Linked DNA regions of Zea mays: region 1 is linked to region 2. Evidence: chromatin contacts called from public Hi-C data. All regions are on one chromosome and are shown on one strand. The core of a region is the stretch at or near the end of the contact, and the rest is flanking DNA. Distances in the headings are between cores, read along the strand shown.

Evidence for each region. Hi-C and Micro-C count contacts between places; a contact is called where the count stands out from the background.
Region 1: a Hi-C map of leaf shows a contact between it and region 2, with 4 times the contacts expected there. The contact joins the promoter of LOC103646424 here to the promoter of LOC100193729 in region 2. A contact is called at or near these places in 3 of 25 Hi-C or Micro-C datasets (ear and leaf).

What each region holds. Positions count from the first base shown.
Region 1 is chr2:50,018,276-50,025,213 of Zm-B73-REFERENCE-NAM-5.0, forward strand. It overlaps LOC103646424 (regulator of nonsense transcripts UPF3), which reads left to right and starts at 2,500. Exons shown (of 13, transcript XM_008671161.4): 1 at 2,500-2,965; 2 at 4,710-4,816; 3 at 5,640-5,735; 4 at 5,834-5,932; 5 at 6,196-6,275; 6 at 6,354-6,446. The coding sequence starts at 2,826.
Region 2 is chr2:49,783,094-49,790,748 of Zm-B73-REFERENCE-NAM-5.0, forward strand. It overlaps LOC100193729, which reads left to right and starts at 5,334. Exons shown (of 4, transcript NM_001138817.1): 1 at 5,334-5,468; 2 at 5,711-6,651; 3 at 6,746-6,889; 4 at 6,972-7,430. The coding sequence starts at 5,737. The coding sequence ends at 7,184.

The DNA.
Region 1 (6,938 bases), core at 1,250-3,749, 230 kb after region 2:
TAGCATCAAGTGTGACTATGTGACTAATAACATTACGGAGCTCTTCAACAATTGGATTAAGGACTACAAGGACCTTCCAGTATACGACCTTGCTGATCAAATAAGGTTGATGATTATGCAAATTTTTCACAAGATAAGGCGGATAGGACGGAGATTAGAAGGAAAGATATTACCCTCCATCATAGCCCAACTAAATGCACGTACTAGAGGGCTTGGGCACTTGGAAGTGATAAAAGGTGATGACTATGTTTCCGAGGTCAGGGACAACATTGATTGCGTATCTAGATATGTGGTGAAGGCATATCTAAGAGAATGTTCATGCCTAGACTGGCAACATACCGGCAATCCTTGCCACCATGCGTTATGTCTAATAACTACACAACAATTCATAAATGCAATGATGGAGGAATTCTTTGATGATTACTACTCTGTCGATATGTTTAGGAAAGCGTACTCACGATTGGTGGAGCCAATTGAGAACAAGTTGTTTTGGCCAAAGGTGGACTTTGCAAAAGAGGTTGGTGCACCCCTTAGTAAAAGAGGTGTAGGACGTCAAAGGAAAAATAGTATGAAGAGTTGTCTGGAGGATGGTAGCGGCAAAAAGAAACCGACAAATGACAACGAGAAAACAAAGAAGCTGATTAGGGGGAAATTTAAGTGCCCAAATTGTGGGGAGTTAGGGCATAGAAAGAGCAACTACAAGTGCCCCCTCAATGGAACAAAGAAAAGGTACTACGTAAACAACTTGCGGGCTATTGTTAATGTTTTGCTAACCTCAATATTGTTGATCTAACCAATATCATCACAGGAAACGGAGGCCGAGGAAAAACACAACTAAAAATGGTTTCCAAATGAGCATGAAGCTTCTACTCAACAACAGCTTGTACCCGAGGAAACAAGCTCACAACAACTTGTAACCATCCCTTCTTCATCGGCACAAATTGTACAAGAGCCTTATACAAGTGAAATTGTGCCACCAGTGGAGTGTTCAACACCTAGGAAATGGAGGATAGCTGTGAAAAAGAAGCTTACTCCGAAGAAGAAGTTCGTATGCACCTAGAGTTGAACCTGAGTTGTACAATCGTAGGCACCTAGAGTTGTGTCCTGTATTTTGCTTCTCTGTAAAGAACATGACGTTTGCTTCTCTGAATTTCTGAACCTGACATATGGTGCAACTGACTGTGTTTACCTTCTGTTTGGAGCAAGTCTCTTTTCACAGAAATCGTTTGTTCACAGAAATAGAAATTATAACAGAAACAAAAAACTAGCTGGGTTTACTTGGTTGTGTTTACTTGGTTGTTCACAAACTCCGTTAACAAAAATTCTTAGTCTGTGTTCACAAATTCTGTTAACAGAAACAAAAACTAGCTGGGTTCACAAATTCTGTTAACAGAAACATAAACAGATTCTTGGTCTATGTTTACTTGGTTGTTCATAAATTCTGACACAGCAGCTTGCTGTTAACAGAAACATAAACAGATGACTTTTGTCACAGTTTCAGTCACAGCAGCTTGGCTGAACTGCTTTTGTCATGGTTTCAGTCACAACAGCTTGGCTGAACTGATTTTTGTCTAATGTCGTGGATAGAATATAAACTATCTAAGTTGTTTACAAAACATATGCCATTGAGGACAAACTACACAGTTCCACAAGACATATTACATAAGGTTCCACGAGACATATTACATAAGGTTCCACATGATAAGTGCAAACAAGTTAACTCAACCGATGGTTGTCCTTTTCACATACATTTATACATAGGCATAATCTAAACCCTCTCACAAACAAATATCTCATATACACTCGTTCATATGTGATAGATGGCGATCATTGATCTCATCCGAGTCTAGATAACTATCTTCATCATAAACCCAGTCATCATTACAGTCACCATCAACATCACCATCGCATTGGAAACCATCGTATAAGCCAAGGGCTTCATAGTCTTCAAGTAGAGGTTGTGGACCAATAAAAACTTCCTCCAGATCCGTGCTCACAGTGTCTAGACCTTCTGCAATTTCATTAACAGCACCGCCAATTTCATGGAGGGGACGAGACTCGGAGGGGAAACGAGCGAGTGCCGACGAGGAGGAGCAAACGACGGAAACGAGCGAGTGCCGACGAACTCAGCGTCGCCAGAAACAAGCGCCGCGAGGAGCAATGGAGGAGAGAAACTGGTTGATCCGTTTTGTGGAATGGGTCAGAGAAACTCTGACGTAACACTGTCCAGGTAAACGAACAATACACAGGTAGAGGGATCAAAGCGCGTTTAAGTACCAAAAGACCAAGACGAAATATGTTATAATACTATAATCTCAATCGACACATTCGGGATACTAACTTTTAGAAGCCCACTAAGGGCTTGTTTGGTTCTACCCCAATCCATATGGATTGAGGGGGATTGAGGGGGTTTTAATCCCTAGTAAGTCAAAATCTCCTCCAATCCGTATCAATCCCCTCCAATCCATATGGATTGAAAATAACCGAACAAACCCTAATGGGAGCTTCTTGGTTCAAAAAAAAAAAACTCAACCCAAACCCCCAACCTATTCGAGCGACGAAACTGGAAAAAAGCACGCGACGACGCGACGGTGAAGGGGAAGTGTGAAGGGAAGCAGAAGCGAGACAAATCCCCACCCGGCTCCAAACCCTAGCCACCTCCCCCGTCCCCCCCTTTTCGTCCCCCAGATCTCGCTGGCGTCTGCTCCGCCTCGCTTCGATGTGACCCCACCCTAGGGTTTGAGACGGTGTTGCGGTGTGTGCGTGTGTCGCGGCGATTCGCGACGCGAGTAGGATTCGAGGTGTCGGCGGCGGTGCGAGCGCAAATGAAGGACCCGGCGCACCGCACGAAGGTGGTGCTCCGGCGGCTGCCGCCGGCGATCGCGCAGCAGGCCGTCGTGGACCAGGTCGATGCGCGCTTCGCTGGGCGGTACGACTGGGCCTGCTTCCGTCCCGGCAATGCCAGGTCCGCGCTCTCTGTGCTTCAAGTGCTTGTGGCGTTGCTGTGGGAGGGTGGTACTATCCTGTTTAACCTATGAACCGTGGTAGGAAGCTATTATTACGTTCCGTTTGCTAGTTGTTGTGTACCCACATCGCAAGCAATTAGCCAGTTCATCCGTGTATTATGGAGGTAGAGCCGTGAGATTAGTTACCGAGTTGTCCAATTTTACCTTTCTCTGATTGTGGTGACCTAATTATTTTCTCTGTCTTGCAATGGCCTGGGAGAGATTCTGAGTTATCTGAATTACAATTAAAGTCTGTTCAAAGTCTAAATTTATTTGCTTTAGCATTGATTGCTACTGAAGTGTTAACTAGAACATAGAACTAGTGGATTGCCTTCTTAGCTGTTTCTCTCTGTTGATTGTATTGCACAATCTGTATCTGACCTACCTGTGCTTTTGATAGAGTTTAAAAGAGCTAAAATCATTGGTTAAGGCAGCAGATTTATTGATTATGGCAGATTCATTTTTTCATTCTATCTTTGTTGCTTCTGGAGTCTGGACTCATGTTTTCATCTTTAGTTGTAGAGAAAGTTGCTGAGAAGAATTAAATCCATCTGATAGTTTAGAACTACCTTTACACATTCAACTTTCTTTGCTTTGCAGTAATTGATTACTGGTTAGTGATTTTCTCTGGCCGTTTTATATATTAGTTTAATGTTACAGGGACTTGTATCTGAGTTTTTTGCTATTATAATATTGATTTTGTGGGGCTTCTCTCCTTTAGTACTCTCAATTTGATCTTCTCTGTAATAGTATTTATAAGTTGATTCATCCTTCAAAATAGTACTCCAACCGCTTTTAATCATTTTCTTTTTTATTTCTCACCGTTGACCATATTGTATCTCTCTATTTTCTTCTCTCCTAGCTCCCCATCGTTGGCTCGACTCCTCTCTCTTCTCACATACAGCATCGCACCGACGGCACAAAAAAACATTGCAGCAGCACGCCGGCGCTGCTGGATGGTGACCGTTCGGCCAACTGCCACCCCTTGCTACGGTCTGAACCACCAGACAGAAGATAGCAGTGTTGCTCATCGTCTTGCACTCCTGCGTCTCTGCCTGGATTATTTGTGTTTCTGTTATTTGTATAGCTGCGAGGGTAATGATAGGGTCAACTTATGTTCTGAGAAATAAAAAAAAGAAAATAAAAATGATTGAAAATGGTTAGAATACTATTTTGAAGGATGAATCAACTTGTAGATACTATTACAGAGAAGACTAAAATGAGAGTACTAAAAGAGAGAAGCCTATTGAAATCAGTACTATAATAGCAAATAATTCGTATCTGAGTTTTTTGCTATTATAATATTGATTTTGTGGGGCTTCTCTCCTTGTATCTACATTAGCAAAATTTTGTAGGAATTCCTTCTTGAGTGATTCATGTTTTTAACTGATTTGCTATCCAATTGCTTAGTGCTTATTTTGATTTGTTTTGGCACTTCCGTTTCCCTCTTTTCATAGTGTTTTATGCAGTATATTTCCGTTTTGCTTTCTTTTTTATTTATGAACAATAAATCACAATCAAATTTTCTGTCAGTGACATGTCCTGCATGTTTAGTTGAATATTTTTTTCTTTTGTATTATAATTGCGGACTGTTTACTTCGTGTAAACTGTAAAGCAATTCTCTTTGCTTGAGCATGTTAGTACATTGCTTAATTTTGAAGCTACATGATTGTGACATTCTTTTTTTTTCATCTTTTTATCCAGCCAAAAGAATCATAGGTATTCTCGACTTTACCTAAATTTCAAGCACCCAGAGGATGTTGTTGAGTTTGCTGAGGTCTTCAATGGACACATATTTGTGAATGAAAAGGGTATTTTCTTCCATATTGTTGAATTTTGTTCATGATAATCTATATTTAGGATGTGCAGCTTTTATACATTTTAATTTGATCATATTGTGCCAACTTCAGCAGTTACAAGCACTGACTCTTTAGTCTCTTTAATAGCAAAAACTATTTGTCCTTAGTGCCATACCCATTTCATTGTTCAGACTTCCTGTGATCTAAGTTTATTATGGGTGCACGCCTTATCATTTACTATGTAGCATCACAAACACAAATTGATGTTATATCTTGATGCTGGATTATTCACATAGCCATTAAACTGAAAGTTGTATATGACTGGGTCTAGTTATAGTTTGCTTCCTATTGGTTGGGCCTAAGTTATAGTCAGCTTTCTAGAATATTGTCTACTTGACCTGATGGTGTATAGGATTCTGTTTTCCCTTGGTGAGTGTGGAAGAAGAGATCAATAGAAACACACTAGTAAAAACTTGTTATGAAGTAAATTTTGAAATCGAATTGGATGTACTTACATAAGGTCACAACATTGATAGCACGTGAACTATGTCATACTGACATTAATATTGTCCTTGACGTTATCGTGCTTGTTGATCCAACTTAGGTCAGCGCTAGAGGTGGTGGCTGGAAGCAAGAACACCATATGTTGGCTTGATAATATTTCTTGTACAGTGTGTTATATTGTTATGCTGAAACAGAAATTAACTACTTAGTGTCTGAATGTTTGGTGTTTTTTGCAACTGTAGACCACATGTCTGAAGTTTTTTTTGGGGGAGTGCCATCTATGTTTGCTTTGTGTAAATTGGGTCTCATGGATGTTATTTATGGTTGTCAGGTGCTCAATTTAAAGCTTTCGTGGAATATGCACCATCACAACAGGTTCCCAAGTCAAATGTCAAGAAGGATGGCCGTGAAGGGACTGTTACGAAAGGTCCTAGGCAATCACTTTACCTAATTCTTTGTCAATTGTATTGTTCTATCATATTACCATTTTCCTAAACTTGGATTTTGTCATTTTGGAATTACTAGATCCTGAGTACTTGGAGTTTCTTGAGTTTATTTCAAAGCCTACTGAGCATCTACCTAGTGCTGAAATTCAGCTTGAAAGGAAAGAAGCCGAAAGGGCAGGTAGAATATGCCATCATTACTTTCTATCCATCATATAGTACTCCCTCCATTCCAAACTATAAGACGTTTAGGCTCTGCTAGATACATAGCTTTTGCAATGTACTTAGATATACACACTGTCTAGGTACACAATAAAACAATGTATAGAAAAGCAAAAAAATGTCTTATAATTTGGAACAGAGGAAGTATTTTCTATATCGATATATCTTTCCAAATATGCTGACCATAAAATGGGGTTGTCACATTTGGTTATTTTTTGTCAGCTGCTGGAAAGGAGGCACCTGTTGTGACACCTCTTATGATGTATGTCCGCCAGCAAAGGGCAGCTAAGAGTATGGCTCAGGTACATTTATTTCTTAACTGAGAACATAGGGCTCTTCTTGGTCAACTGTTAACTTGCTACTGTTTTCCTAAATTGCAGAGACCTGGAAGTAGGCTTAGCAGAAAAGTTGCAGGTGTTGTAACTAGCAGTTCCAGTCCTAAAAGGTCTTTTGAGAAGCGCAGATCCTCCACGGTAGCATGCCTTATTGAAGCCTTTTGATTTTCTGATAAAACTTACTATTCTCAGTTTATAATTTCTTTGACATAACGGGTGTACCTTTGCACGGGTGCCTTTGTTGGCAATATTCTTTTGTGCAGATCCATTGCATGTGGTACTAAGTACTAACTCATCATTATGTTTTTCATATTCATCAGATGGCCCCTGATGTACTATGCTTATGGTTTATTGTATTTCTGAAAAATAGCACAATTGCTCTTATTTCTATATCTCTGGTGTCTGCATAGTGTGTTCCTTCTATAGTTATATGCTTTAAATGAACCCACTAAAATTGTTTCCTTGTGGGTGATAGTTGTATTGCATGGTTATTTTTACTTCAACTCCTATATAGTCTTATGCATGTATGTTTCCACGATATTCAATTGAGGTTGAGGCACCACCAAACCTTTAGTTAAGTTGAAATTTGAACTATTTGTGTTGTTATTTTGTAACAAGACCTACTCCTAC
Region 2 (7,655 bases), core at 4,084-6,583:
ACAAGTGAGCAAAATCGAAGTCTTCTTCAAAAGACTATCCGTGCAAAAGTCGCCTAAGGGTGCAGCCGGACTAGCACAACAAGTGCGCAAAATCGAAGTCTTCTTAAAAAGACCATCCGTGCAAAAGTTGCCTAAGGGTGCAGCCGCACTAGCACAACAAGTGCGCAAAATCGAAGTCTTCTTCAAAAAGATTATCCGTGCAAAAGTCGCCTAAGGGTGCAGCCGGACTAGCACAACAAGTGCGCAAAATCGAAGTCTTCCTAAAAAGACTATCCGCGCAAAAGTCGCCTAAGGGTGCAGCCGGACTAGCTCAACAAGCGCGCCAAAACGCAAAGCGTTACATCCGTGCAAAAGTCTACACCAAGAAACTGTCCGCGCACAGACCAACTACAAGGCGCAGCCGGACCAACGTAGGAAATGTGATAGACCAAGCGCACAATGCCCCCATGGACATAGCCGGACGCGCGAAGGCGTACAACCTCATTATACAAACCATAGTTACACACGTACAGCGAGGGCATCACACCTTACATTGGTTCAACCTTCGGAATGATTCCCATCTCCCTATAGTTAAATAGCATTATCCTAAACTCCTCACCCTCAAAAAGACTTCGCAACTCCCCCTCACCTACACTCGCCCCAACCGGCGAGGACAACAATTCCCGCTTGCCAGCCCTGCCCACACGAAGCCGACCGCCATCCACCTCACTCACCCTACGCTTCGCCACCGCCCTTCGCCGCCTACGCCCAGCACTCGGACCAGGCAAAACTTCAGCATCCGTAACACGCGGAGAAGCCTCCGCCGCAGCCACATCCAAAGCCGCAAAGTAATCCAAGTCCTCATCCGAAGACTCCTCCGTCCACTCAACCGAACTCCCAGAGTCACCAAAATCAGAAAACTTAGACGTAGACTCATCCGATTCATTCCCAGCAAGCACGGTCGAAGCCGCCACAAAATTAGCAGTAGCGGTTGCTTGCGCAGGCCCAAACTCCTGAACCTGCGCAGCAACCAAGGTTCAGTAATACAGACAAAATTCTCCAACTATCCCACACCCACTAAGCCACCTGCGAAGACCCAGCCGCCGCCTTAGGATCCTCCGCTGCCGGCTCCGTCGCCGCCTTCGGGAGATCCTCCGCTGCCAGCTCCGTCGCCGCCTTCGGGGTTCCCTCCACCCTTGGCACAATGGTTGGCGACGAGCCACCACCGGACACAGTAGCTGTAGGGGCAGCGTGGGAGCCTTCGCCGGTTTCCAGGGGCGGTGCCGGGTCGACCTCAGCCTCAGCCTCCATCGGGTTGGCCTCCGCTTCGGGCCGCACGCTGTTCAGGGGTCCGAAGTCCTCCACGACCTCGGCACGCGCCGCCTACAACACAGCACACTGATTCAGCAAACCCACGTATACCCACATCCAACAACATTAAACAAAAAACAAACTTTACCTGATCCCTCGCCTGGTCGGACCGCTCCCTCACCACCTCCCGACCGTGGGGGCCCCACATCCGGTCGAAGAGGGCCCCAGCGGAGTCCTTCACCACAGGGTCTTCGACCTTATAAATCTCGCGCCCAAAATCTTCATCAGATCGGTCGAAGACCTCAAAGTGGCTGCACCCCTCGCGGGACAGCGCGTTCATCGCCCCTTCGCAGGTGACGAGGGAGGCAAAGGACATAAATCCTCCACAATGGTCGGGAGCGCCAGCAACTCCTCTTGCAGCCACTCGAGGAAGCGAAGGCCCGCCTCTCGGTCGGGCACTTCGAAGTCAGCAGTCCGCGCGCTCAGCTCGCGGTATGAGTCCACGAGCTGTTTGCGCGTCCGCTCAACTTCCGAGCGCGTGGAGGCCTCGGCCCTCTCCATGCGGGCCTGCAGAGCGTTATGCCGCACCTCCCATTCCTCGGCGCGCTGGCTAGCAAGACTGCCATCCACCCACGCCAAATTGGCCTCCACCTGCGCCGCCTGCGCCTTGGCGAGGGCCTGGTTGGCCTCCCTCCTCTCCTCCATCAGCTGGCGCCGAAGGCCCGTCCTCTCGCCCTCCAGGGCGGCCACCTTTTCCGCCAGCTTGCGGCACTTGCTATCCGTGGCCGATTTTTCCCGGACAGCGTCAGCATGCTGCGCCCGAAGTCTCTCGACTTCGGCAGAGACACCTGCAGTAAGGGCCCCCGACGCCACGAGGTCGGCGAAGTTGGCCGCCTAACAGACACAGATAAGACCATGATCCCCATAAAAGCGGTGAAACCGAAGTCCAGCTCAACCTGAAAACCGAAGTCCAGCTCAACTTACCTGACTTAGCCGCTGCGACGCCTCCCTCAGCCGGCGGGACACAGTGCCCCGCTTCGTCCTTGACTGCAGTAAGCGCCGAAATCTCACCACTAGCTCTAAGAGCGCTACCGGTCACCCCAGGCACCGTGGCAGACACCGTGGTCGCCACCGCAGACGGCACAACAGCAAGTTGCCCCTCGCCTGATCCTGCAATGCATCACCAGTCAAAAAAAACTTACCAATGATTTAATCGTCCACACTAATGTTGGTGCCGAAGTCGGCAATGCGCTTCCCTGGCGAAGGCAATTCCCGGGCCTTCGCGGCTCCGGCCGAGGCAGACTTGGTTCCGCCGGCGTCGGCCGCCTTCGCGCCCTCCGGCACCTTGCTGGACCCAGGGGCGACCGGTTTCGCCATCACCGTCGGCTGGCTTCCGCCGAGGGCGGTAGCCTTCGCAGTCCCCCGCGCCCTCTTCGGCCTAGCCTCGGGAAGCCTGATGACCGCCCGACGCTTCTGCGCAGCTTCCTGGCGATCCTTGTCCATCACTGCCGACACAACAGCAGCAATATTCTGCCCGTAAGGAAACACTCTCAAGTCACGAACCATGCGAGATGTAAAGAAGTCTTCGTCGGCCGCGCGGGGGATAGGAACGTTCTTAGGCCATCGACCCCCGGTAACCTCCAGCATCCGCGCCGAAGACTCCCGGAGCTCGGGCGAAGACATCCTTCCCCCGGGGGCCGCGCATGTCCCCATCAACTCCATAGCAAAACTATCGGAGACCCCCAGTTCCCCCATCGCAGTACCTAGCTTCCTCTTCTTAGTAGATGGGGCGGCCGCCGGCGCGGGGTCGTTTTCAGTCTCGGCCGCCGGTTTTTTCCCGCGGCGGTCGACAACATCTTGCCCAGGATAACCGCCATACGGCAAAAAGTTCAACTCGAAGACCCTATTTAGGTGGTCGTTGGATCCGCGTATATCCCAACTCCGCTGGGCCTCCGTCTTTGGCACGTAGCGACCAACAATCCGCACCGCCCCATCCTCCGCCTCACGCACGAATGCGGCGGGATCTCGGTCATGCAAATCTAGTGCGAAGGCAGGACTCCGCACCAGCATCCCGCCGCGAGAAGGCATCTGGCGAGGGCATACTTCGCCCAGCGCCCAGCCACACTCCAAGGGCCACACCCCATACTCGACAAACTCTTCAACCAGATCGCGTCCGCTGCTCATGCGGGCCGCGCACCGAAGGGCCTCTTCATTTTCATCCTCCTCCGCTACCTCAAACTGCGGGTACGCTGAGTAATAATGCGAACACATCTCGGCCACTGGCAGCCCCGGATGGTCTTCGACTGTGCCTTCGGCAACATAGAACCAAAATTCCCACCAGTTGCCCCATTTATTGCGGGTGCAGGGAACCAACTCAACGACTTCCATCGAAGTCTTGCCGGTCTTCGGCGTAAATGTACAAGATCCAAATTGAGCAATCTTATTTCTGATTCTCCTTTTCTGCCAATGCAGACAATAATACTTCGCGAAGACTTCGACCGATGGCTGCCCGCCGTACGAAGTCGTTGCCCAGACATATTTTGACAGGGCCACCACGGCATTCGGCGTCAGCTGGTGGACCTGGACATTGAATCTACGCAGAACTTCCCCCATAAATCGATGCACAGGCAGACGAAGACCAGCGGCGAAAAAAGCCTCGAAGACGACCAACTCGCCTTCCGGCTCGGGGACCTCCTCTGTCCCCGGGACACGTGCCACTCCGCCGCCGAAATAACCAAGTTGTTGCATGTCCTGCACGCGAACCGAGGACATCCGCGACACGCCAAACTCCACTGTGTCGCCGGCGCGCAACTCCTCCGCCGCCACATTGCTCAGCGTCTCCTCGGACGACGCGCCGGCCGGCGGCGGCGTATCGGAAGTAGAAGAGGAAGAGGACGGCATCGCTACGTACCGTCGGCGGCGGCGGGCGGTCCGCTTCACACGGACCAGATCTCCGACGAGCAAAAGCAAGGAGGGCAGACGAGCAGCGGGCGGTTTGAGAAGGAAATTAGGGTTTTCGCGGAGCGCGGAAAGATAAGGTTCAAAACGCGCCGCCCCCGCCCCCTTTTATACACAGGGCGCGGCGCTTCGGGAAACCCGCATTTCAACAGTACGGCGTCAATCAACGGTCATGTCAAAAACCCCCGCGGAACCACTTCGAGCGAGGGCAGCGTCTCCACCATCTAGCGACGTCTTCGGCACCAGATGACTTAGTCGAACTGGTCCCTCGGAGGGCAAATGTTGGGGCAAAGGCGAAGACGCCACCCTTCGCTCGATGCCTTCGCCAACCTTGCTACACCAACGGAGGCAAGACGACTGGCAGATTTACCCTTCGTCCCACGCGTCGCCGGACGAAGACCTGCGACGAGGTCGTCGCATCCTGCGGCCTCGTTCAACATGGAGGCCCACGTGTGATCCGGCCCATTGTAACAGGCCCTGCGTGGCCGCTGCGCATTACGGGCCTAATTTGTAAAGGTCTCCCTGTAATTACAGTCTGTAACCCTGCTTTATGGGAATATTCCGGGGATAACCTAGGTGCCTGAGGGCACATGCGTCCTTAACACTAGACGCTGGACACTCAGATACCTATAAATACCCCCGCACAGTGCCCTTGAGAGGCTATATTAACAGAGCTATTACTATCTCGAGCAAAAACCCTATTTACGTTGCTTCACTCCTCCGTTGGATCAACTTGCTCGGGAGAGCAAGTTCCAACAATTTGTTGTTGAAAGTTTGTGATGTTTGTCTTTCTTTTATGAATATAAAACAAGTGCTTTTACCGTGTGGTTAATGTGCAAAATAAACTATAGGAAGCGTGAAATAGCTTCTCAAGTCCGATGATTAAATAGAGATATTTTGAAATCTCATTTAAAAATTCGTTGGACAATGATTTTTTTATAATAACATTTTAAATTAATTTTAGGGACTTTTTTTACTGGTGAAGATGCTCAATCTCTACGGACTACGGATAAGCCAAAGCCAAAATTGCAAAAGGACCCTTATATATGAGCCTCGCTTCCGTGAATCCTCCTCTTTCCCCCTCCCATCGCTCGGGAAGGCGAAGGGTCAAGGCGTCTGGCACTTCAGCTTGTCCCTTTTGCAGCTTGCTCCTGGAGTCCTGGTTGCTCCGTCTTATCCGGTCGGGCTCTTGTCCGACGAACGTGTGGTTGTGGCACTCGGTAGGTCCCTTCCGCGATCCTTCATGATTTGTTTTGCTCTAAAAAACCCTTCTTTTTTTTGCTTTTTAATCTACTAGTATAGCAATGCTAGATCACGTGTTCGAAATCATTCGTGTGTCTCTTCTGATCCAGTAGCGCTAGAGCATCTTATCTTTCAGATTGATTGAGATTTCGTGTGAATGGATGAGTTGGGCAAACGAGGATTTTCATTTTTACTGTATCCGCATTTTGGCCATCTACAGAGGAAGTACACTGAGCAGGGCATTCCATGGAGCTCGAGGCGATCGGAAAGCGACTCCGTATAAGCAGCGGCAGCAGCAGCTTGGCCGGCGACAGGCTGACCTCCCTGCCGGATTGTCTCATCCACCACATCATGTCCTTCTTGAAGGCCCGTCAGGTGGTGCAGACCTGCGTGCTGTCCACCAGGTGGAGGCACCTCTGGCGCTCTGTGCCATGCCTTGACATTGACCAGGACGAGTTCAAGGCCGCCGGCTCGAACCGCATCACAGAGAAGGAACAGGAAGACTTCGAGGACTTTACCGACCACCTGCTTATACCTAATAATATTTCCATTGCGCTCCTGGATACACTTCGTCTGCATGTTAGCGATGATGAATATTATCATCGTGGAGCATCAGTTAGATGGATCCGTCATGGCATAAAGTACAGTGCCCAGAATCCTGGCATTATGCACAAGGAATCGAACTTAGCCTTTTGGCGCCTCAAAAAACTACACCTCTCCGGTGTATATCTGGATGGCAGTTTCATGAAGCATGTCAGTTCAGGGTGCCCGTATTTGGAGGTTCTCGAGCTCAAAGATTGCCCGTGCACATTTGAAGAGGTCACATCCCACACACTGAAGAACTTGATTCTGGAAAATTGCGGATGCAATGAGCTTTCTGGGATTACATCACCCACGCTGAAGAGTTTAACAATTATTGCTAGTGGATATTACCACATAAATAGGCTGGTTTTGAAGGCCCCTGCTGTTGCTTATCTGCTCCTGGATGTGAATGCTTATTTTGTTAAACGCGATGTTTCATTTGATGAGATGTCATCTCTTGCCAAGGCTTCAATTTATCTAAGGGACAGTGTAGGAAGTGGACTCAGCAAGGACCAATTCAAGCTTCTTTGTAGTGTGTCTAATGTGACAACTTTGGTGTTGTCAGGTTTCCAGACAATGGTTTGACTGCTGTCTTCATCCATGTTTTCTTACTGCTCTTAATTATATTGTGGTTCCATTTTTGTTACTCAACGAACTATACAATACATTCCAGGTGATCAGTGAAGAATTCCCAGAATTCCATAACCTTTTGACCTTGTTATTGGAAAAATGTGATCTTACTGACAACTTCCAGATGTTGGCAAACTTTCTTCAGCATTCACCTGATTTGGAGAAGCTCACTTTGGGCCGTTGCAAGGTATACTGCACTTTTGACATTGAACATCTGATCCTGACTAATTCTCTAGTTCAATATCGTACATTTTCTGTGATGTGAACAGTTCTCAAAAGATCCCAAGAAAAAGAAAGGAAAAGCCAGATTGAGCAAGGGGTGTCTGAACCAGTTTAACGTCCGGTGCAAGAACCTCAAGCTTACTGAAATTATCTATGAAGACGACGATGCGAAAAAGGTGGTGGAACTTTTGTGGAGCATGTCAGGGGACCTGCCCAAGAATTACATAAAACTCACCAAGGTTGACCCGGATCATCCTTAGTCCAGGTCATCTGGCACTTGGTCACACAGTGGCTTCTATGAACTTTGCTTGCATGCCTCCCCTGTGTTTAGACGTCCTTAGTTGAACTGCTGGGCGTGTTCTTTTGGACTCATTTCTAGATAATTTAGTTCTACGAGCTATGGTACTTGTTTTGTGTGGTCTGCAGCTCGAGACTCTAGTCCTTATGGTGTAAGCTTGCATGCTTCAAAGGGAACAGAAAATTGCATGTTTGCTTCGTTTCCTTGTATATCCGGTTTCAAGTTTGGTGGATGCAGGCTGTTTCGAAATGAATCTTCGAGTTCATTTCGTATTTTTGTTGAGCTTGCATGCGTTCACTAATCTACAAAGCTAATTCCCAATCTGTTATGCTTAAACTTCGCACTGATTCGATGGACTTCTGGTTGGACCTTGCATCCTGTATTCCTGTGCCTTTTGGTTTGGTAACCACTTCTCATCTCCTGCAACCGATGA